Linked DNA regions of Mus musculus: all the other regions are linked to region 3. The links are chromatin contacts, called in public HiCAR-type, Micro-C and promoter capture Hi-C maps. All regions are on one chromosome and are shown on one strand. The core of a region is the stretch at or near the end of the contact, and the rest is flanking DNA. Distances in the headings are between cores, read along the strand shown. Region 1 has its middle 25 kb from the start of Gm24261. Region 2 overlaps Map1b (microtubule-associated protein 1B). Region 3 holds the start of Mccc2 (methylcrotonoyl-Coenzyme A carboxylase 2 (beta)). Region 4 holds the start of Ocln (occludin).

Region 1 (3,611 bases), core at 763-3,262, 560 kb after region 3:
CTCTACAAGAGCAGCCAGTGCTCTTAACCACAGAGCCATCTCTCCAGCCCTCCGTTTTGTTTTCAGAAGAGGTCCCTCTGTGTTACCCAGAGTGACTTCACACTCCCAGACTCAAACTGGCTTCTAGCCTCCAGGCGTACACATCAGGAAAAGTGCTTGTGGAACCTCTACATGCTCCTCTTGGTGTTGAGAGGGACTTAGATAATCGCACCAGAAAGAGACATCCAGAGTAGGCTAGAAAGAGAGAGGGCGGACTCTGCTTCTGTGTGCTATCAGTCAGCAACCAAAGGATTTCATAGAGAACACAAGCAAAGTGCCTGAGAGTGTTCGTGTCCTTCGATATCCAGAGCTGCAGATCAGGGTCAACACCCTTCCCTGTTCCAGGATTAAAAATAATAAAGAACTTAAGCCTTTCTAGATTTTCTGTTCCTGCCTCAAAGTCAGTAAGAGTTGGTGATGTCATATCCGCGCCTTATCCTTGGGAACTGGTTATTGCTGTGCACGGTTCTTTAAACATGCGAAGGAAAGGAAGGAACACCCGTCGGTCGGTCGGAGCCTTTTGAACTGGCTGCCTGTGCCCTCTAATATGCAGAAACCCAACCATGTGGAAAGGGAGAGTCTAGCTAGCATTCAAGGCTGGCAGAAAAAAGGAGTGTCCAGTGGGCTTTGAAGTGGAGACAGAAATATGTACTTACCAACTTTCTTCTGTCGCTTAGCCTCTTCAGGCCAAGGCTTAAGAAAAAATATCAGCCAGGCGGCATGGTGGTGCACACCTTTAGTCCCAGCACTCAGGAGGCAGAGGCAGGCGGATCTGAGTTCAAAGGTAGCCTAGACTTTGTGAGTAAATTCTAGGACAGTCAATGCTATACAGAGAAACCAGTCTTAAACAAACAAACAAACAAACATAAAAAAAAAAAAAGAAAGAAAAGAAAAATACCTATGTGCTGTTTTCTTCTTTCTGTCTGTCTGTCTTTCTTCCTTTCTTTCTCTTTGTTTTGTTATGGTCTGAGACCAAGTCTAGTCGTAATGCTCCAACTGGTCTGGTACTTCTGGACTCAAGCTATCTTGCCTTTGGTCTCCCATGTAGCTGGGACTACGGGTATGTGCCTCTATCACTTCATGTAAGGAAAAGAAAATAGCTGGGTAGTGGTGGCGCACACCTTTAATCCCAGCACTTGGGAGGCAGAGGCAGGCAGATTTCTGAGTTTGAGACCAGCCTGGTCTATAGAGTGAGTTCCAAGACAGCCAGGGCTACACAGAGAAACCCTATTTCGAAAACACTGCCCCCACCCTCCAAAATATATATGATACGCACATACACATATGCAACTTTGGGGAGTATTTTCTCCTTCCACCATGTATGTATGCATGTATGTCATATATGTATGTATGTGTGTGTGTGTGTGTGTGTGTGTGTATATATATATATGTGTATATATATATATATATATATATATATATATGTGTGTGTGTGTGTGTATGTGGATATACACATGTATACACACACATATATATAATAGATAGGTAGATAGATAGATAGATAGATAGATAGATAGGCAGATATCATCAAGCTTTATGTTACTGGTTTTTAAAAGGTCAAGGCTTAGCATGGACTTTGGGCTTTTGTACACTTAATACTGCTATCTCAAAAGTACAAGGTTTGTATCTTGTCTTGGGACTATCATCAAGGCAAAGCATGGAAGTAAATATTTGTAGTTGCTTAAAACAATGCAGTCCAGAACAATATTCCATGAAACTGTTGCTGAAATCAGCTATGGAGAGAAAAGCATAATGAGGTTGTTCCCAGTGCCGGGGAATTACTTTAGATGACAGTTTTATATTCTTACTACATGTATGTATGTATGTATGTATGTATGTATGTATGAATGTATGTATTTATTCTCTCTCTCTTTCTCTCTCTCCCTCCTGTGTGTGTGTGTGTTTACAGATGTACCACAGTGTGTTTGTGGAGGTCAGAGGACAATTTTGAGGAGTGTTTTCCCTCTTCCACCACGTGGGACCTGGCAGAGGTACAGCAGCCAGTGTTTACCTACTGAGCGGTCTCCACTACCTTCTTTCCTAATCTCTGCCTGGTGTTTATGTCTCAGCTCCCACCCTCCTAATTTTACCCCCATGGCTCACAGCGTTCTCACCAGATCTGTCTCATTTCTTTAAAAATCTTTTGACCTACAGAATGGTCTCTAGACCATTCACTAGAGTTTTCCCTTTCCCACTGCAAGCTAAAGGCAGTTGTGACTGGATATGGAGGCAGAGGCAGGTGGATCTTTATGAGTTCAAAGCTAACCTGCTCTACATAGCAAGTTCCAGGACAGCCAAAGCTACATAGTGAGACGCTGTCTCAAAAATAAAATACAACACAAAGCATTTAAGGGACAGGTCCCATTTATTTCCCACTTGGCTTATGGCTTGCCAGGCTTGAAGGAAGGAGGCCGGTGGCAGCCTCAGGAACTATGACTGCAGGTACAAAAGACACCTTGGATTTTGTTATTTGACTTTTATACTTTAAAAATTGTTGGGCTGGAGAAATGGCTCAGTGGTTAAGAGCACCAACTGCTCTTCCAGAGGTCCTGAGTTCAGATTGTCAGTCTTGCATCACTAAGCAGCAAGCAACTTCACCCACCAAGTCATCTCAGGGGCCCTAGTTTGAGCTCTTCTTTGACTTGGTTTTAATTTCTATGACCTGCTGTCTGTAACTAACCTGGTAAGCACAACCAGTCATGCAGTGACACCTGCAGGTCTAAGCCACCAGACCAAGGCAGGGCACAGTGAGTGTTTTTGCTTCTTAAGGGAATCTGACTATGATTATCTTCTGAAGGCTACTTCCACATCTTCTGGTGAACAACAAGATAGATTTACCCAAGTTCAAAACCTGGGTTAGGAATACAGTAAACACTTACCCAGCATGCCCAGGGCCCTAGCTCACTTACCGTCACCTGAAACAAACATATATATCTAAATCAAATCTCAACTATAGAAAGAATCTCTGTAACAACAACAACAACAACAAACTTGTCTAATTAAAAAGACACAAAGGACTTATATAGATATTTATTCAAAGAAAATGGATGTATGACCAACATCCTTAGAAAAATGCAAATCCGTATGACAATGACTGTTACTAAAGGGGCAAGAGAGGAAAGGAGTGTGTGTGTGTTGGTAAACATTTGGAGAATGGGCCAAGGGTTATGGTGGCATGCTGGGAGTCCTAGGTAATCCTAGCTCTCAGTGCCTTGGGGCAGGAGGATCGAAAGTTAAAGGTTATTCTTAGCTACACATCAACTTCAAGGTCAGCCCTGGCTACATGAGACTGCCTCAAAGAAATAAAAAATTAGATGTGGAGAAGTCGGAACCTTGCTAATGAGTGCCTCAAAGAGAAAGAGTAGTTTCTGTTTCCTGTGTGTGTGTGTAAATATGGCACATGCATGTGAGCAAATGTACACACATGGGTGCCAGGTGTAGGCACTTGGTTTGTATGCATGTGGAGGACAGAGGACAATGTGGAGTACCTGTGTCTCTTCATCATGTCCCTTGAGAACAGCCTCTCCCTGAAGCTGGAGTCCACCAGGAGCCTTCTGTGGTTATTCTGTCTC
Region 2 (3,785 bases), core at 1,043-3,542, 570 kb before region 3:
ACAAATGCAGACTGCAGCGTTTGCATCAAGAAGCTTGACGGGACAGGGGACAGAAGAAAAGGCGACCCTTGAGTGGCGATCTGAGAAACTGAATTGAAAATAACTTACGCAAAAGAACCTTTGCTGGCAGGGAGGTGGGGGAGGGGGGCCAGTTGTCCTCTGCGGGAGCACTACCCTCTGAACCAAGGTTCTGAATTCAGTTCATGAATGTTTAGCACACACTACGTGCCCTGCATCATGTTCTGCACCAGGGAAAATTCAAAACTAAACAGGCCATGACCCCTGCCCATGAACCCCACAGGCCACACTCATAGAAAAGCATGCATACCTAAGCAGTTGTCTCAGGCTCATGTGGCCCACAAAGTAGCTTGATACTTCCAACAAAAGCTTTTAAACAAACAAAAAACAACCAAAAAACAAAAAACAAAACAAAACTCCTGTTTCACAGCTAGGCAGTCTACCTGGGTACATACTAGCCCTCCGGCTTCTGGGTGACAGAAAGTGCCCCTGGGTTTTCTGTGACTTCATGCCTAATTGGATTGTCAGAGCTTTTGCACGCAGAAGTAGGTCAAAACAGGCCCGATTACGATAGCCCCAAACCGAAAGCAACGAAAGTGGCAGAAACTAAGAAATGAGTTATCAGATGTCTACAAAAGGATGCCACACAATGGTCGAAAGGAGTGCGGGACCAACGTGCTACACTTGGACTAGATCATGACGCCACTAAGCTAAGTTAAGCTCCACAAAAGAGGCCACATGTTGTATGATGCCATTTGTATGAAATGTCTAAGACAGGAAAAAATCTGGAGAGAGAAAATAGGGATTGTCAGAAGCTAAGGGGCAGTGGGATAACTGCTAATGGGTTTAGGAAATTTTGGGGAGTGACAGGCATGTTTTGGAGTTAAACTGCTCATTTTTATAATAATTCTTAAAAAAAAAACACCCACAAAACTACACACTTTCAGTGAATGAGTCTATGGTTCATGAATTACATCCCAATTTGAAAACCTGAATAGTCAGAGTTGCTAAGACACCGGCAGAAGACACACACAGCCTAGGCTAGGATGTTGCCAGGGCCTTTGGTCCTTAATGCTCAGGAAGCAACTCTATCTCAGAGGAGGTGGAAGAGGAGCTCTATCAACGCTTGGCCTGAGGGGACCAGAGATTCTCTTGGCTTCCTCCAAATTCTTATGTCAGGGTGGGTCCTGAAATTGCCAATTACTCTCTCTAGTAGTAAGTATTCTCATGTGATGCTAATGATACAGCAGCAGGAGCCAGCATGTACATCTTAGTCACTATGTGCCACACTTCTTCTAAGCCCTGAGCACTTCAGAGAGCATTACATAGGAGCATTAAATTCAGGGGCTATTATGATCTCCTTCACAGGGAGGGGCAAACCGAAGCAGTAAGATAACTTGACCGACCTTGGATGATGAAACCAGGTGATTTGACCTGGGCTAGAGACCATGTTTCTGAGGCTGGCCTGCCTTCCAAGGGTAGCTAGTGCTGGCCTGGATCTCTCTGAACAGGGATGCTATTGGGATGCTCGTCGTCTCTGAGTTCCATCCCTGTATGTGCCAGCCTGGAGCTTGCCGTCTATTTCCTCTGCTACATTCTTGCTCTGCATCCTGGCAACAACATACCCAGTGCATACCCCCCATTCTACACCCCTCAACAAACATGCTTCCAGCTGGCACTGTTCGCTTGTGTCCTTAATTGAAAGAGGCTTCTGGTGAGCTGGTGCTATGATACTAGATGCAGAGAAGCAGGCTCTGGGCATCGAGGAAGCCTAGGACCTGGGACTTACCCCTTGTACATCTCTCTCCAACTCCCCCACCTATCTAGCCCCTTTGATCAGCCAAGTCCCCATCCTTGGAGGCTCTAAGACCTCCCAGAACTGAAATACTCACCTCAGTGCTGACGGCTTCATCTGAAGGGTTGATCAGAACGACTGTTTCTAAGACGTCACTTCGGTGATGAAGAATCTTTTGTCCTGAAGGCACAAAAAAAATACACAAAGAAGAGACCTTTAGCTCTTCCAGATGAAAGCGGCTCGCCTACTTCTGGGACAGCAGAGAAATTTCCAACTCAGATGTGGCCCTGGAAGCTGGGAAACACAGTGGATGCTACTGAGCACGAGGGTGTGCACACAACAGGCTCAACTGGAGCTGGGGTAGCCTGGGGCCCCCAGGCTTTTACACTGGGTCTTTCATGGTCGATGGCTAGGCAGCCTCCTGACCCAATGGCCGGGTTTTCATCAGAGACCAGGGAGGGGTGCCAGGAAAACTCAGTGGAGCTCTTGACATTTCCTTTCTCATGGTAATTGGGGATGTTTCTCCCTAACGTCCTTTCTTCTGGTGAGAACGGCGCGGAGATTAATTAGGAGCCTCATTGTGAAGTGAATGACGGCCAGAAACCCGACTAACAATTAACCCAGCAGCCAGAATGGCTGTCTGAGGCAGGCTTACGGTCTGTTGGGGTATTCACTAATTAATTCACTTGCTTGTAGGAAAGTGAAGAAACAGTGGGCAAAAGAGAAGTGGAAGGCTACCCTCCCCCAGGACAGGGTGGCCAAACTGCCCCACAAGACAAAACTGAGGGAGAACTAAAGTAAGGTGTGGTTTGGGATGAGGGAGTTTAAGGATGCTCTGCAGGGCTCTTGATATCTCCCACTCCTTACAGCACCATCCTGTGCTGGTCAGCCTCAGGCTTAGGTCAGCAGAGACCTATGGATTGCCTTCTACAAACATTACCCTGCCTTGACAAGGAGATGAAAGCCATCCAGTGAATGTAGCCAGAGTCGCTGATGTATGCTTTACCAGCAAACAACGGACAGAGAGGGGCGTTCCCTCGGAAATGTGGGAGGAAGCCACGTGGTTGGGAGGGAAAGCACGCCTGCTGTTTGGAAGTACAATGAAGCCTGGAAGACTGGAAGAAACAGGAGCTTCTGAGGGAGATACCAACAGAGAAAAACAGAAGGAAAGTAGATCTAGGGTTCTTGGAAAAGCTAAAACAGAATCCTGTATGAACTGCCATTTAATTGGTTGGTGCAAGTTGAAAGTAGGAACCTGAGCAAATATTTCTGTGCTAATGTTAATTACAGCATTATTTTAATAGCCAAAAGATAAAATAACCCAAGTGTCTGGGTTAGATGTGGTCTACCCACAACGGAATACTAGTCAGAAATAGAAAAAAAAAAAAATCAAGCTCTGCTAATGTTACAAAGATGAACTAGAACATAAGGGGGAAAAAAAAGCTGAACACAAATGGATACATAAAATAGTACTTTATGCCCATGAAATACCCAGAATAAGTAAATTTAAAATAGCAATTACCAAAGGCTAAAGGAGGGGGAATTGGGGAGCTATTGCTTAATGGGTACTATCCCATGTTTGGGGTAATGAAAACATTTTGAAAATGTAAGTGATGACATATACAACCTTGTAGACATATTGATCACTCCTGAGTTGTAGATTTAAAAAAAATAGTTAAAATGGCCAATTTTTCTTTATATGTATTTTATCACAAGATGAAGGATCAATGAGACAGACAAGTAAGCCCTGAAGAAAATACTTTGCGTGCGTGTGTGGTATATGTATATACGCTATCCCAGGAAAGCCATTAGAAAGGAGGCGGTTCCAGGCTCGACTCAGCTGGAGATTTCCCCTTTGTATTATCAAGGATCACAGAAACTAGAAACAGCTGCTTAGAGACATTCTACTCATGTCACCATTATTGATCATCCCTGCTTTTCCTTACAGTAACATTTACCAGTCAACTTTAGG
Region 3 (3,605 bases), core at 1,088-3,587:
CTCCTAGGTAAGCTATGCCCACTGGTGCAGTGGTGCAATGGCTGTTAGGTGACAACCACCATGTTCAGGTTGGAGTTTGAGGTCTAGTCCACAAACTGGAATTCATGCCTGGTACTGTAAGCCCGATCAAAGCCCTTGGCTTGGGAGGTCAAGGGCTCTAGGGGAGAATGTTCTGATGAATGGACCTGTCAAACTATCTGAAAATGTATGTTTATACATGTATATTAGTGCTGCTCTAAACCTCTGTCCGCGAAGCTTCTCTATGGAGTGGATAGCAGCTAATGGAGAGATTGATAACTATCTAAGTGCCGAGGATAAGCAACTGTGAGGTGCTCAGTCTTAAAATGAGATAGTTACACCACACACACACACACACACACACACACACACACACACACACACGCACGCTTAGGGAACATCATGTAAGAGGGAGTGGAAATACTGGAAGAGCCAAAGGCTGGGGAGGAGAGCTGTCCTCTGGATGTGACATAGCTATTGTGCTCATGAATTCACTGCAGTTGTGGCTACCTAAACAAGACCCGCACAAGACCAAGCCAACGATCAGTCAACATTGTAGCAATTAGCAACAATAGGACTCAGCTAGTTTTTAAGGTGGTATTAAAAGGTATTAGAAGGATATGGGAAGGTAGGTGGGAGGGAGGGACACATTGGGAAGTGTCTAGGGAGACTGGGAAGGGGAACTGGGAACAGATAACATCGAGATACACCAGCTGGGCGTGGTAGCACACGCCTTAAACCACAGAAGCAGAGGCAGGTGATGACCATGCTCAGCTTGGTCTACAGAGCTGATCTACAAAGCCAGGACAGCCAGGGCTACTCAGGAAAATAAAAATCCCTGCCTCAAAACAGACAAAAAGATACACTGTATTTCTGTATGAAACTGTCAAAACTAAACAAGATAGTCCTAAAAATAATAAAATAGCTATGTTCAAGGAAATGGTTGGAACTAGAGATCATCACAGTAGGGAGGCAGGGAAACAAATACCACATTTTCTCTCACATGCAGAATCTAGGTTAGATGTACAATTTAGGGACATGAAAGTATAAGGACTACTTGGAAAGAGAAAAGGAGACAGCAAAAGAGTGGAGAGGAGATAAGAGAGTCATGTATGTACATATAGTGAAGTGTATTTATTACTTTGTACAATTAGTATATAGTAGTTGTATTTTGTTGTAGTGGTGGTGGTAGTTTTTTTGAGAAGTTATTTTGTAACTTTGGCTGTCCAGGAACTGGCTTTGTTGATCAAGGTGGACCGAACCTCACAAAGATCCACCTGCTTCTGCTCTGTGTGCTCTAGGTGCCTTCAGCCCTTCAGGGCTAGGACACCTCTTACCACACAGCCGCACAGCTATCTGATTTCTAGTTAACGTTTCCCAGCCCCAAATGACTTTCATTCCTACACATCCAGGCCAAATACTTAAAATACCGCACAAACAACTTAGTGCTTAACTAAGTTAACTTCTTCCCTGGCAAATAACTGCTGGTTCTATGAATAATTCAGACGTTATCTGTAGAGGCCATGAAACAGATTTAAATGTTCCAGCTTTGATACTTCACAAATTATGAGTTGCTTCTTTGGCCAGGGGAAGCCACTCAGTCCCAAGAAAAGCTATGTAAAGACATTGTGAGCTGTGTATTGTTAATATAACTATTAAGCGGAAGAGTGTAAACTATCGTGCTATGGTAGTTCCTAAAGGTGGCTGCCACAAGACCGCTAAAGAATATACCCAGCCATGCAAACACGAGGACCACAACTTCGTGATTACAAAGTTGCCAAACCGGTCTCGGGCATTTGTAAGTTGTCCAAGCGACAATGCTTTGTGGGGTTTTGAGAACCACTGATTTGAGTGACACAAAATGCCAGTACCAGTCCTAAAAGTGAACTAAAATCTCACTGGAACGACTTCCTTCTGCAAACTTCACAGGACCCTACTGAGTCCCAGAATGACGCCTGAAGCTGCAAAGGAAAGAACAGCAGAGATCCAAGCATGCCCACCCTCTGGCCTCCGATGACTCCGGGGCAGGAAGGCGAACAGGCCTCCAGGACGCTCGCTCAACCTACCTGGTAGGTGGAGGAGGCCGAGTCAGGCTGGGTGCCCAGTCGGGCCACTGAGTCCCCGTGATAGGCACGCTGCGGGGGTACAGCAGCCCGACAGCACGGTCGCAGAGCTGACCTCAGCGCGCCCCACATGGCGATGGCAAACACCCAAAAGAGAAAGAGAGCGGCCCTGCAGCTCGGTTCTGCAGCTCCTGGGGGCTGCTCCTCCAGAGTCCTTGCAGCACCAGCCCTGGTCCATCAGCTCCCAGGCCAGCCCCGCACACGTGCCATCGCAGACCACCTCCAATTGGTCGGCGCTGCGCGCCACGCCTCTCTACTCCGCCAATGAGGCGCAGAAGAGCAGCTGCGCGAGTCCAGGTTCCATCGCGAGCCCAGGAACACTGGGCCGAGTAGAGCGAACAGATAAGTGGCTGCTGTCCTGCCGAAGCGTTTGTCACAAGCATGCACCCGCCTCTAGCCCATGTACTGCAGAGCTTCAGCACACCTGATCATTTTTAGAATGTGACAGATTGTAGACATCAGTACTGGGATCTTCACACCAATAAGGATTAAAAACACTCTGCGAAGTGCCTTAGTGTTGTTTTGTTTTGTTTTGACTCGCACACTTTATTGAATGCTTACGTGTTACTACAGCATGAGCAAAGTAAAAGCGCCAGGAGCATCAGAAAGATGAACAGGCTAAGGAGAGGGTCGGCTGTGCCCTAGGAGGAAAGATGCTGTAGGAGAATAGCACCCGAATAAAAGCCAGATTGGGTAGAAACACATAACTAAGATGGGAGCCAGGCTTGGTCGCTCTGTCTCCCTTGGGGACCATAGACTCTACCACTCTGCAGCTTCAAGAAAGAAGCCCGACCCACAGAAAACTATGGTAAACCAATTGATAGAAGGCTTGTCAAAGTTTCTGTAGCTTACTAAGTGAAGAGTCCACAGACTACTAAGTGAAGAATTTAGAGGCTAGGGTGGGCAACAAAATGAGACATTGTCTGAAACCAACTGTTTTAACATGAATCTTGAAGACAATGTCATCATACAAATAGTGTTGGGCTGAGTGGTAGAACGCTTGCCTAGAATGCAAAAGGCTCTAGGTGTGTGTGTGTGTGCGCGCGCGCACATGCACACAGAGGAGAGAGAGAGTAGGTGAAACATGCCTACTATATTAAATGGTGCTAATTTAGAAGGAGTGGCACTTTGTGTGTACAGACGTGGGTACGGTGTGTGTACAGAAGCACACATGGACACATGGAAGCTGGAGAATGTCAGTATCAAGCCATTACTCTGCCTTATTCCTTTGAAACCAAGTCTCTCACTGAACTTGCAGCGAGGTGTGCAGCTAGAAACCTCTGATCCTTCTGCCCCTGCTCAACCCAGTGCTTTTACCCACTGAGCCCTCCCTAGCTCCAGAAATGGCCAGCTTTTTTAAAATCTAAGAAAAACGAAGGCCTAAGTCAAATCAAAGTGAGTTCACCATGACATAAGCATTCTATCTTGCTACAAGCCGACCCCAAATAAGATCTTGTAATGTGG
Region 4 (3,710 bases), core at 773-3,272, 540 kb after region 3:
AAGACTAAAAAACAAAAATACAAGTTTGCTTGGGGGTTGGGAGTACACAGCTCAGCTTTAAGGTCCTTAGAGCTGAGCCCTAAATTGTATTCCCCAATGTGTAAAACTGTTCAATGTGTAAATGATACTTAGTCATTTCTATTTTAAAGGTGGAAGTGGTACAATGGGCTGGTTTGATAATTGCCTCGGCTCGCTATAGTAGTTATTTTCTCTGAAATTCTCTACAGTTAACTACTCCTTGTGAGTTTGCTTAAGTTTTCTGTATCCTGCCTTCTGTAGATTTTTGAAGCTTTGCTGAGATTCCAACCTTAGCCTACCCCCCCCCCTTCCCCAACCTTTAAAATAGAGTTCTGGTAGGATTTACCTTTCACAAAGATGCTCATACTTTCTAAGTTGCCTGGAAGCTGCTGGAATGTGGACTGTGCCCACTCCCTACTTAAGTCTATCTGGCCAACCTCGCCATTCCATTGCCTAACAAAGAAAGCACTAACAACTAAGATAAATCCAAACGAAAAAAGAAAAGAAAACCACCAACAGTGGAAATTTAAGATTTATACATACGGCGCAAAGGAACTACAGTTATACTCAGGGATATGTAGTTGAACAACGCACGAACCACTGAAAGCGTCACCAGAAAGCGCATTACTGAGAGGCATTCCTCTTTTCCGGTGATCCCAACAACACACCTGTTGTATATGAAAGCCACGCATTGCTAACCTGCCTGGAAAGCTGCCTTCTCCCCGCCCCAGGTAATTCCCCTAGTGGCAGTTTGCCCGGTGAGCCCCGGGCAGGCCCGAGGATACCTCCGCTCCCGCTGGAACCCCGGTTACTCCACCTGGGTCGAAAGGGGCTCAGAGTTGTTCCAGCGCCAAGATGCAGAGGCCATTTTGGTCCCCACCCATTTGTCCCCGCATACTTCCTCTGATGCAAGGCCACTCGCCGCTAGACTCGCGGGGCCGACTTTGCCCAGGAGGTCTGCAAAGTGGACCGCCTATACAGGCTGCGGGTCCCCGAGACCGTGCGCCCCACCGCAGCTTTGCGCTCGGGAGCCGCCAGGCCAGAGCAGGGCAGCAGAGCAGGCCCTGCCCCGGGGCAGGTCCCCGGCCCGCGGTCACGGATGAGAATCCACCGCGTGAGCAGCTTCCCTCGAAATCCAGCCTCACTCGAAAAGAACACCAAAAGCTGAAATCAACAAGGACGCACGCACCGCCCCCTGTTCCAAACAGCCAGAATAATACACTCCACGACTCTGGGGACGCTGCAGAGGACCCCCGGCCTCCCTCCTGGGATGAATTACCCAAAAGAGCGGAAACCAGAAGGGCCACAGGGATCTTTATCGCCCTGCGTCGCCCAGCACCAGCCCTAACTAGAGACCCCGAGTAACCCACAGATCTCCAGCGCCCAGTTGAGCGCTGGATCCGCCCCCGACGCTCCCGCCTCGGCAAAAGTAGAAAGTAGCTCGGGCATTTCTGGTGGACAAGGTTTCGCCCGCGACTCCGAGAGAGAAAGGGAGCCCCCCAGATCCTCCCGCGCTGCGCTCAGGCACACGCGCTTCTCTGGTTTCCGTGAGAGCCGAGTCCAGGGCGAAACTGCCACCGAAACTGGCTCCGCGTGCCCTCCCCGCGCCTCGCCTCCCAGCCCCGGCGCGTCACCCTGGGGGACCCCGGGCACCGCACCTGCCTCGCACCCACCTTGGCGGCCGGAATCCCAAGGTGCTCACCTGGCCGGTGCACCTGCCGCCGCCCGCGCTGCCAATCCACAGTTCAACTGAGCCAGGAGGACCGTCCTCCGCTTCCCCCACCCCCTACCCCCGGGCATGCGCACCAATTTCTGGCCGAACCCGCCCGGGGCTGTGCGCTGGGACCCACCTGCCGAGCCCCTAGCCGGTTGCTCCGTGCGCTGGACCGCTCTCCCGCAACTCCACCGCTGTCGCCTAAGGAAAGAGGGGCCGGGAGGTGGGCACTAGCGACGAGGTGTGGCGTGGCCAGCCTCCTCCCTCGGTGACCCATTCACCTGAAACTCCGATGGGAGGGGGAGGGAGCGACGGAGAAGGAGGCGGGAGGACCGGGCAGGGCTCACCACCCAGAGCAAGCCGAGTTAAAGGAACAGCACCGACGTTGCCTGGAGAGGGGCGGGGGCGTGCGGAGAGAAGGGTCTCAAGATCGTGGAGGCAATGGGGTGATCCTAGACCATTTTGGGTGTGCTCGGAGATACGCCTGCTTCAGGGCCCCTGTGGGGTGTTGGTTCCGGGAGGAGAGTCAGAGGTCAGGAGGGAGCTGTTGTGCTGCTACTCAGAGAGGGTCCAAGGGCGCCTGGAGGCTGATGAGAAGGTCTGAGTTCTCTTCCTACTGTGTTCTGCTGCCAGGTTTGATTAAATGTCTGGTGGAAAACAGTACCCGATGCTTGGTCCAGCGAAAGAGTGGACTTTTTTCAGAAGTGCTTATTACTAGCACCTTCCGATTCAGAGGATTCGGAAAAAGACTACCCTCTGGTCTGGAGTGGTTAAAATGAAGAGAGATTACTGTAGCTGTGTGAGTCACACGGAATCCCCAGGCCACAGGGTCCTTGTCCACGCATGCACGAAACGTAACTACGGTGTGATTGAGGCTACTCTAAAGGGATTTAAAGCCGTTTCGGTATTCTTTCTTGGCTCAAAACAAAACAAGCAAAACCAATCTGGTTGCTAAGGGTTGTATTTTTTTACTCTGTCTATAACTCTGTTGTTACAGACTTGTGCGTGTGTGTGCGATTTTGTTGTATTTCATATTCATTTTACTCTACGATATAGAGATTTTAGTTCTTGTTAGTTAACTATCTGCACCGAAGATAGTTAAATTTCGCAAGCCCTGCTTCCTTTTGTGTTCCAGTCCTGAATGTCTGCATTGCTAATACATCTTAGTCCAATCCCATGCTCCTTTCTGCCTTTAAGTAGCTACAGGTGTGGTTCTCCTTTGCATTAAATCTTAAAGCACAATTCAGTACTTCCGGAAGTAAAAATTTAAATGATGACAGCCTTAATAGATTCTTAATCTAATTAGTAATCTTTCATGAAGTCATCGCTATAATTATTTCAATGTGACTGTAGTTTTTGATTGATGTAGATTAAATTGATATTCACCCCAAGGAAGCCAGGTTAATCCTCTTAATGTTAGCTGCCGGATTGCTAATATTTCCAAACGTTCCAACTCGGATTATAATTACACAAGGAAACATTTTTGTAAACACCTGACTATTATCTTATTGAGTATTTCGCTCTGTTTTGAAGAGGATCTCATAGGTTTGGAGGTGGTGGTGGTGGTGATAGTGGTGTTTTTCCTATTTAAAAATAAATATAAATTGACTGGGGATGCATCTTGTCCCCAGAACACCTCCCTGCCATGTTTGAAGCCTTAGGATTTCATCCTTAGTTCATATACCTTGCCAAGTGTATTCCTGGGGCCTGGAGAGACGGCTCAGTGGTTAGACACAGTAGCTACTCTTCTACGGGCTTCTCCTCTAGTTGTTCAATTCCCAGCACCACACGGTAGCTAATAAACCGTCGTAACTCCAGTTCTGGAGGGTATGACACCTTCTAGCCTCCTTGTGCAGTAGGCACACAAGTAGTACATAGACAATACATACAAGCAAATTACCTGTACACTTAAGATAAAAATTGTTATTTAAAATATAGTGTGTGCTTAATATTTTTTTTTGCAGTTGCAAGGTTGTAT

Evidence for each region. Promoter capture Hi-C pulls out the DNA fragments that hold promoters and counts their contacts. A called contact is a pair of places that touch in the nucleus more often than the background predicts. HiCAR-type assays count read pairs that join an accessible place to other places.
Region 1: a promoter capture Hi-C map of liver shows a contact between it and region 3, with 2.8 times the contacts expected there. The contact joins the enhancer-like site here to the promoter of Mccc2 in region 3. A contact is called at or near these places in 3 of 39 promoter capture datasets (liver and pre-B cells) and 1 of 15 datasets of contacts at CTCF or cohesin (pro-B cells).
Region 2: a contact with region 3 is called in a HiCAR-type map of astrocytes, with 2.1 times the contacts expected there. The contact joins the enhancer-like site here to the promoter of Mccc2 in region 3. A contact is called at or near these places in 6 of 39 promoter capture datasets (embryonic stem cells, frontonasal cranial neural crest, hippocampal neurons and 3 more) and 3 of 115 datasets of contacts at active chromatin or transcription factors (astrocytes, embryonic stem cells and stem cell-derived neural progenitor cells).
Region 4: a Micro-C map of embryonic stem cells shows a contact between it and region 3, with 4 times the contacts expected there. The contact joins the promoter of Ocln here to the promoter of Mccc2 in region 3. A contact is called at or near these places in 5 of 39 promoter capture datasets (embryonic stem cells, hippocampal neurons, liver and 1 more), 1 of 484 Hi-C or Micro-C datasets (embryonic stem cells), 1 of 115 datasets of contacts at active chromatin or transcription factors (stem cell-derived neural progenitor cells) and 1 of 9 other capture datasets (embryonic stem cells).

Annotation. Positions count from the first base shown.
Region 1 is chr13:100,577,404-100,581,014 of GRCm38.p6, forward strand. No RefSeq gene overlaps it. Among named protein-coding and RNA genes, the nearest start is that of Gm24261, 25 kb to the right of the region's middle. Within about 2 kb of position 2,013, at least 5 of the 459 cell types and tissues checked have an H3K27ac peak or open chromatin away from gene starts, as enhancers often do. A contact at or near this core is called in liver, where this site is marked.
Region 2 is chr13:99,442,304-99,446,088 of GRCm38.p6, forward strand. It overlaps Map1b (microtubule-associated protein 1B), which reads right to left. Exons shown (of 7, transcript NM_008634.2): 3 at 1,911-1,993. Among named protein-coding and RNA genes, the nearest start is that of 6430562O15Rik, 31 kb to the left of the region's middle. Within about 2 kb of position 2,293, at least 68 of the 459 cell types and tissues checked have an H3K27ac peak or open chromatin away from gene starts, as enhancers often do. A contact at or near this core is called in astrocytes, embryonic stem cells, hippocampal neurons and 2 more, where this site is marked.
Region 3 is chr13:100,013,302-100,016,906 of GRCm38.p6, forward strand. It overlaps Mccc2 (methylcrotonoyl-Coenzyme A carboxylase 2 (beta)), which reads right to left and starts at 2,338. Exons shown (of 17, transcript NM_030026.2): 1 at 2,085-2,338. The coding sequence starts at 2,213.
Region 4 is chr13:100,550,696-100,554,405 of GRCm38.p6, forward strand. Ocln (occludin) reads right to left here and starts at 2,023. Exons shown (of 9, transcript NM_001360536.1): 1 at 1,869-2,023.